Linked DNA regions of Oryctolagus cuniculus: all the other regions are linked to region 3. A link is a contact called in public Hi-C and Micro-C data. All regions are on one chromosome and are shown on one strand. The core of a region is the stretch at or near the end of the contact, and the rest is flanking DNA. Distances in the headings are between cores, read along the strand shown.

Region 1 (2,700 bases), core at 24-2,523, 150 kb before region 3:
CCAAAGCAGTTCCCCCAGCAGTCCTGGCAGCCCATGGCCTGGTGACATCACCACGTGCACCCCACCAGTGTCCCCACGTCATCCCCTCCAGCACTGCACAGAGTCCTCAGACTCTGCCCGACCTTCACCTCCAAGGCGCTCATCACGATGGAGGTCTTCACCCAGATCCCTGACCAACGAATACCCTAGCCTTTCAGACAAGCCCGTGGCTGGACGACCCCAGCAGGTGGCTCTTTTCAGATGGGAGGAATGGTTGCTGGGACAGGAGCATCCCCACGAGGAGAAGACCAACAGGGCAAGCAGGCCCAGCACTCAGTGAGTGAGGCTGAAACCCCGACAAGAACTCTGCACCCAGCCCTGTCTAGCAAGTCCAGAGATATGGGAGGGATCAGTGGCACCAACCGCCACTTCCACCAAACTGACACCTCCGCCTGGGGACGCTGTGGGCACACAAGCTGCAGCAGGACCCACAGGAGAAGCCTGGCCCAAGGCCATGCCTGAACGCACCTGCCCCGGGGCCACATGACACTCGCTGGCTCCTCCTGTGGGCGGTGGGAGCCCAGCCCAAAGCCAGAGTGGGATGTGGAGATAGTCCCCCCAGAAACCTGGCCCAGAAGCACCTAGAGGAGGGAGCCAGGCCTAGAGCCAGCCTCCTGGGTGGCTTTGCTGCTCCTGGAGCACACACGCCCTGTGGTTTAAGTGAGCTCCAACTGCGCGCAGGGCCACGCCAGCCCCCCACATCCCCTGGGGGGGGGGGCGGAGGTGCGGGGAGGGGGACAAGGACAAGAGCAAACGCACGGAGAAACCCACCCTGTAGGGAGGGTGCCAAGGCGACCCGAGGTGCCTGTGCAGGCAGACACACGCTGGGGCCGCTAGACGGGTCCCCCAGGGCTCACACTGGCAACAGCTGGGGCAACAGTTGGTCTGCGAGTACCCAAGCAAACAGCGGCCACACCTGAGGGGCGGCGCAGAACAGGGGGCTGCAGGGGTCCAGGCTGCGGGAAGCTCAGGCTCGCAGCAGCCTGGGAAGCCCGCACCCGCGACTGGCGGCCGTTTGCGGGGTGCTGGCGCCCTCTAGTGGACGACACGGCTGCCAGCTCCCACCCGACTCCGCCCGACTCCACCCTGCACAAAGTTTGCAGGGCCCAGTTGTGCGGCCAAGCCAGCACGGTAGCGTGTAGGATGCCTGTCTTCCCATAGACCCCAGACACAAGGCGACCCTCTCCCCGGCTTGCCCCGCTGGTCCGTTTTACAGGTGTGGAGCCGGCGTCTTGAGCAACCATCAGACCCGGTGCGCGGCCTCCCTGGGAGCAAGCGAGCCTAGAGTCGGCGAAATGGGCCGAAAAGCCCTGGCCGGACACCCCGCCGTCCGCGGCCACGGCCAGTATCCCTGCGCGCTCCGCAGACGCCTGGCCACACCCACTCCGACCCCTTCTGCCCTCTGTCCGTTCCGTCATAGGTCCCGTCCCGGGGATGAAGTCCCGGCGCCCCCTGGTGGACGCAGCCAGAATGCCCTGCTGCCTGGTGCGGGCATAGCCTGGGTTCCGCTCTGGAAGACAGAGCGGGCTGGCGGGTGCCAAGGCATTCGTCCGTAGGCTCCTGTCCCTGCTTACAGGGTGGCTCGAGAGGCCATCCGGAAAGGGGCAGACCCCTTGGCGGAGCCCACATCTAAAAAGCATTTCCGCTGCCCCAGGCTGGAGCAGACGCTTGGTGCATGTCCCTTACCCCATTGCACAATCCCTGTTCGGGAGGGCGGTTAAGGCAGACGCAAGCACAGGTCGCACAGCTGGGAGGGGCAGAGCCGCAGGCAACCTCAGCCAGATCCCAGGCACAGAATCAGGGAGCTACAAAAACCCTGGGCCACATGCGCAGACAATGCAATTGTACCGGAGCAGCCCCAGGCCAGGCCCTGCCTTGGCTGTTCAGGGCTCCGCAGAGAGAAAGTTGCGAAATGGCCTCGCAGGTCACAGCCTTCTTTCCTGCGTCACCCGAGGCAGGGCGGTGAGCCTGGCCAGTCCGCCACTACCAGCGCATCCCCGCCCCGCCCCCCGCCTCTCCCCCGCCTCCCCCGTCCTGGCCTGGGGGACTGGGGGGAGGGGGCCACTCCTGAAGCTGACAAGGGGCCTGGGAAAGGCTTGACCTGTTTTTTGGCAATGATTAAATCCCCTGCCTAGTACAAGCCTCCCTTCTATCTCCCCTCACTCATCCCCGACGCCACCCCCACACGTGGTGACAGCAGGGACTCAGCACATCCAAGGTCAAGGAAACCCGGGACTCTCCCGGCCAGGCCTGGGTTTGAGCACCTGCTGCTCACCCTGCCCTGACCCTTGGGCGGCTGGCAAGACTTTCCGCACGCCCACCTGCTCACCTGCTCAGGAGCCAGCAGCGGCGTGGCCACCTGTGAGGCCGACAGCTCCGCCCCTGCGCTCAGGCGTTTCTCCCCTGAAACAAATCAGTCTGCCCACTGCGAGCTCAAATGGCTGCTGCTTTTCCGTTTTAAAGAAACACATGTGTGTAGAGCCATTGCGTTCCATGGTGTGTAAGAAGGGGGGAGACGTGCACCCCATGATTACATGACCCTTGACCCTTGACCTCTGCGCCAGGGGATCATCCAGGAGGCCTGAGCATGGCAAACAGCCAGGCGGGCTGTCCGAATGCTCCCCCTCCATTGCTGCCTCCTCGCTCTGTGCAGGGGCGCAG
Region 2 (2,700 bases), core at 99-2,598, 130 kb before region 3:
TTAAAATGAAGGTGTAAAAGTCAGAAAAAAGGCAGATCTGAAGTCAGCCAAGTCTGGGCTCAAATCCTAATCTCTACACTAATTAATTTCATGACTTGGGCAAATGACTTAAATTTCTGAGGTTTGGTTTCCTCATGGGTACAATGAAAACACCAGCCAGCTCAGTGAGCTGAGAGGGAAATGATGGCCTGGCACAAAGCTTCTAGGACTAGGTGCTCAATATATTTGCAGTTCCTCTTTCCAACCTGGCCCAGAGGTAAGGAAAGACAGGGAAAAACATATTTAAGAATGATGGTAGGGCATAATGCAACACTTTGAATTCACAGAAAATGATAATCGTAGAAATCAAGTATGAGCTCATCCATGGAATAATCGGAATTAAAGGTATTGTTTGTGACTTTACTGAGAGATGACAATGAATCCATGAAAACTGCACTCTTTTTTCTTTTTTTAACTTATTTGACAGGTAGAGTTATAGACAGTGAGAGAGAGACAGAGAGAAAGGTCTCCGTTCCGTTGGTTCACTCCCCAGATGACCACTACAGCCAATCCGAAGCTAGGAGCCACATGCTTCTTCCTGGTCTCCCATGCGGGTGCAGGGCCCAAGGACTTGGACCATCCTCCACTGCCCTCCCAGGCCACAGTACAGAGATGGACTGGAAGAGGAGCAATCGGGACTAGAACCTGGCACCCATATGGATGCCAGTGCTGCAGGCGGAGGATTAACCAAGTGAGCCACAGCACCGGCCCGAAAACTGCACTCTTAACTGAAGTTGTCTTCAGCGTACTAAAAAAAATCCAGGACTGTATTTATAACCATTAAAAGGAAATGTTATATTTAGTTTCTTAAAGCATTTGTGTTATAAGTGGAACACACTTATAAAACTGTATAAAATGTTTTTGGAGACCAGGGAGCAATGATGCTGGTTATTTAAGTACTTGCTACCTGTTTCATCTTTTGACAATCAGGAAGTATTATTTTTCACATCCAGATTTTAGGCCGGGGAGAGACACAAACAGATGTGATAGGAAAGAATCTTCCAGTCTAGAGGCAGGAGGGAGAGGGAGCAGCCAGAGCAGAAGCAGCAAGAAGAGGGAAGGAAGCCCACACCACAGCATGGGCAGGAAGTGGGAAATCTGACCACGACCGGGGCCCAGGGGCCTGGAAGAGACCCCCATCCCCTGCAGCTGACCGCCAAGGGACCACGGTGCTGCCTCAGCATCTTACAGCAACCTCTCCCACAGGACACACGGCTGCGACTTGGAACTCAATGAAGGTTAGCCTTGCATTCAACCCCACTTGGCGCTGGGCCTCTCCCACTTGAGTCATTTGTGTACGACTACTTCACTAAGAACAGAAGCTCTTGGCGTGCAGAACCACTCATATCCAATCTGCAGTCCCAACAGCTAAAACAAAGCTTTACCCATAAGAGCCACTCAATATTTGCTGAATAAAAGCACTCCTGGCGTCAAAGGAGAAAGGAATATGCAACTGTAAATCTAGATATTGTAGCACAAATTAGCTCAAAACACATCTTCATTAGCAAAAGAGGCCATGAGGCATTTTGATAATAATAGTTTACAAAACACAAGAAACACAAGAATATTGGCACCTTCTAATGAGCAGAAACCAGGTAAGATATTTTATGAATATCCTCTCAAATCCTCACAATATCCCCTTCTGTCTAATATCCTAAGTATCACCACTGGGGAATATTGGTAATAGAACTGGGCGTGGAAAGCAACCTCAGCGGATTCCAAAAGCTGTGTGGGGTGGACTGCACCGCTCTGCCCACGAGCTGTGAGATCACAGGATGGGGTCCTCCACTCACTGAACAGAATGTGCTCGGCCAGATTTGCAATCAGCCTCCTGCGGAAGGACTCATCGGCGACGTTTCTGGACTCACTCACGGACCCATCGACACCTTCATCGGCAGCATCGTTGGGTCTGAAAAGGTTTTGGAAATTAGCCTTGAACAATTCCACTCTATTACACAGTAAATCATGTGGGATTAATCCACAAAGGTATGAGGTACTGCCAATTAGGAGATTTTAAATCTGAACAATAAATAAATTATTCCTATAGACTGTTCTCCTCCATAACATACTTTATTATGCTTGAAACACTCTCCTGGCCAAATTATGCTCTTTAGTTGTGAATAAATTAACTGTTGGTGTATCACTTCCAAAATCTACAGGCAGAAAGAATGCATAAAGGATGATGCCTCCTTTTATAGCACATCCAAAATGTCACCACTTTCATGGAGCCGGCATTGTGGCCCAGGAGGTGGGACCCATTGCCTATGACCCCAGCATCCCATATGTCAGTGCCAGTTCCCAGTCTGGCAGCTCTACCTCTGATCCAGCTTCATGCTAATGCAACTGTAAAAGCAGCATATGAGGCCCTAAGTGCTTGACCCCTGCCACCCCTGTGGGACGCCTAGATGGAGTTCTAGCAATCAGCCTGGGCCAGCCCTGGCCATTGCAGCCATCTAGGGAATGAACCACCAGATCGAAGACCTCTCTCTCTCATTCTCTCTCTCTCTCTCTCTCTCTGTATATGTGTGTCTTTCTCTCCCTTTTTCTTTCACTCTGCCTTTCAAATATATCTTTAAAAAAAAAAGTTAACATTTCCACACATTAAAAGAAAAGCTTCATATTGAACTTCTCTAGATGATGATTCAATTTGAATTATGGAAA
Region 3 (2,700 bases), core at 172-2,671:
GTCAGCCCTGTCTCTAAGGCCCTCAGGTCTCTTGCCAGCAATGGTTAATGTTAACCACTAGCCCCACGATGCTTGGATGCCTTCTTTCTCTAAACTTCTCTATTAAGGAACTAAGAGAAAATACTTTCAAAACAATCTTCCTTGTGTTCACAGTGGACACAGAAAAAAAAAAAAACTGGACATAGACTGTAGGAAACTGCTTCCACCAAAATCCATGGTTATGATCCCTAAAACTTCTCTGTCTCTCTCTCCAGATATGTGTGTGTATACTCAGTATGTGTGTTGTGTATGTGTTCCTGTGTGTATATGTATGTAAATGACACATGTATATGGATGTCTATGTGTGCAACTGTATGTATGTTTTGTATATATGTGTCTGGATGCCACATGTTTATAATGGTTAAGGAAAAGGACAGAAGTCACAAAGTCCTAATTACATAAACATGATGTGTGTAAGCATGTGGGCCAGGACTAGAAGTAAACACACACTGAGTAAAATACAAATATGGGGTAATAACAGACAATTGCCTTATCCAAGCCATCTCTGAATCTGCAGGTCGTCTTCTAGAGCCCTTTTAATGTAACAGTTGCATTCGCACTAGGGATGCCTCCTTTCCCCCATTGCAAGAAGCCAAAGATCAAGGGAATGTCATGTCTTTGGTGCCCCCTCCCCACAGTGTGGTGGTGGGTGGCACAGAGTAAGTTCAGCAGGAAAGGGTCACCAACATGAGGCCTGATGCCCTAAACCCAGCTGCTCTGCCAGGTTCCGGAGCAATGCCACAGACGATGCCTGCACGTGAGGAGCTGCAGCAGATGAAGAAGTGCTGAGAATGCATCAGTGGCTCGTAAATCTAAGACAGGAACCACCAGATGAACGGACCCGGAAACCTGTTCTTTGGAAAGAGGGAGAAGTAATCCTGGCAGGAACAGAGGGGCTCGTCTTTGTGTGCTGGAAATATTTAATGAAGTCTTCGTAAGTGAATCAAAGACCCCACCTAAAATTCAAGCTAGAGGTTTTGCTCGGTGAGTAGGAAAGGCAGTAAGCGATACTTGGGGGACAGGATGAGATCTGCGTGGAAGCTGCCGCACTCCCGGGAATTTAGGGCGGAGCAAGGCCTTCCAGCCTCTGCAGTGGGCCTGTCTACTCGCAGTAACTTCAGCTCTGCTGGACGCCAAGAACAGCCTAGATTTCGGAGGTTTTTTCCCATACTGGACAAATTCCAGAGATCCCTTTGATAAGGGCTCATATCTCCTGGCAAGCATATTAGCTAATAAGGAAAATAAGCACTAATGGTCAGGAAGCAGCCCCCTTGCAAAGCAAAGCGCCTGTGACTGCAGGCTGCAGCCTCCTGCTCCTCCCGGTCCCAGAATGACGTGTTTCACTGCAGATTCAGAAGTTACTGGGCTGGAAATATCTGGCAGCTAGGGCTGGCTATCTGGCAGATAAAACAGCAGTCCCTCAGGGCTGGGAGCCCAGTCTTGGTCCCCCCTCCCTCCGCCCCCCGGAAATGAGTTCACCATTTTCAGCTCATCCAAATCCACGTTGGCTCTGGAGCCAGCACAGGGGTAGGAAGAGAAAGTCAGACAGATGGCGCCCCCTAGTGGGAGATTCACTTAAGACCCCGGAATTACACTTCTTCGATGGGATATGGAGAGGGGTCCAAGAGGGGACCCCCCTGCAGACTTTTCATGTGATTCCACAAATATCTTAAAGGACAAGACGTACCTCACAAGGTCTCTGGGTCGTTAACGTCTTCCTCAGTAAATTCGGGGACTGCAACAGTGAGGCCTTCTTTGCCTTTCAACCAGAAAGTGGTTTGCTCTCCTTTGCCCTGCGGGAGGCAGCAGAGAGGCTGGTGTCACAGAGTGGGGCCAGCAGAAGCCACCTCCATGAGGGAAATGCCTCCTTCCAGACAAAATGCTGATTATTGTCTTGGGCTTTGCTCGCAAGCCTACTTGACTACTTCAAAAAAAAATCATGGAAAAAGCACATTCTGCACACACACACAAAATCTGCATGGATTTCAGAATTTTTGCAGCAGCATAGACATACATTTTAATTCCATTTTTGCACAAGATGTTTGATGTATCCTGGTACATAGTCAGCAATGGCCTAGCCAGAAGGGCCACTGGAGGTGAAATTTCATTGCAAAGAAAATCTTTTCAAAATAATAAGAAAATCTGTTTAATTCCTGCTATGAGCTGGACACCAAGAGAAGCATCCTGTGCATGGGTTCAGAATCAGTCCTCCATCTATACTTCAAGGGTGGGGTTAACATCATTCCCATTATACAGCTGACAAAGCCAAGCCCTCAGACCAGACATCCAGGAAGTAGTGGGACTGGACTCCAAGACAGAAGGGTCTTCTAGAAAGGTCTTGCTCTTAGCTGGAGTGAGGTGATGGAGAGGAGTATGCCAGGGCCGGCGGTGGCACACTGGAGAGCTGATGCCACCCCTTTCCTTTCACTTCTTTCTCCAGGGCCCCCTTACTCAAACGCCCCAGCCATAGTAACCACTGACCTCCCGCCCCATGTACACAGCTCCCAGGTGTTCCTGAGAGCATCTCCCGGGAGTATTTGCCCCTGCTCCCCACCCCAAGAAAGACCAGGCAAAAGGCAAATATGAGAACACATTGTAGGGCATTGCAGGGACAGAGGCCATGATGAAGGCGATGAAGCAGAAAAAAATAAAAAGAGATGT

The links. A called contact is a pair of places that touch in the nucleus more often than the background predicts.
Region 1: a contact with region 3 is called in a Micro-C map of ear pinna, with 2.8 times the contacts expected there. The contact joins two enhancer-like sites. A contact is called at or near these places in 2 of 6 Hi-C or Micro-C datasets (ear pinna and an unstated tissue).
Region 2: a contact with region 3 is called in a Hi-C map of embryonic fibroblasts, with 2.8 times the contacts expected there. The contact joins two enhancer-like sites. A contact is called at or near these places in 3 of 6 Hi-C or Micro-C datasets (embryonic fibroblasts, psoas muscle and skin fibroblasts).

What each region holds. Positions count from the first base shown.
Region 1 is chr15:18,060,039-18,062,738 of mOryCun1.1, reverse strand. No RefSeq gene overlaps it. Among named protein-coding and RNA genes, the nearest start is that of GPAM, 69 kb to the right of the region's middle. Within about 2 kb of position 1,273, at least 6 of the 8 cell types and tissues checked have an H3K27ac peak or open chromatin away from gene starts, as enhancers often do. A contact at or near this core is called in ear pinna, where this site is marked.
Region 2 is chr15:18,039,194-18,041,893 of mOryCun1.1, reverse strand. GPAM (glycerol-3-phosphate acyltransferase, mitochondrial) reads right to left here. Exons shown (of 21, transcript XM_008270504.4): 13 at 1,833-1,948. Among named protein-coding and RNA genes, the nearest start is that of GPAM, 48 kb to the right of the region's middle. Within about 2 kb of position 1,348, at least 1 of the 8 cell types and tissues checked has an H3K27ac peak or open chromatin away from gene starts, as enhancers often do.
Region 3 is chr15:17,909,007-17,911,706 of mOryCun1.1, reverse strand. LOC100344092 (guanylate cyclase 2G) reads right to left here. Exons shown (of 22, transcript XM_051823695.2): 21 at 1,727-1,832. The coding sequence ends at 1,728. Among named protein-coding and RNA genes, the nearest start is that of TECTB, 19 kb to the left of the region's middle. Within about 2 kb of position 1,421, at least 6 of the 8 cell types and tissues checked have an H3K27ac peak or open chromatin away from gene starts, as enhancers often do. A contact at or near this core is called in ear pinna, where this site is marked.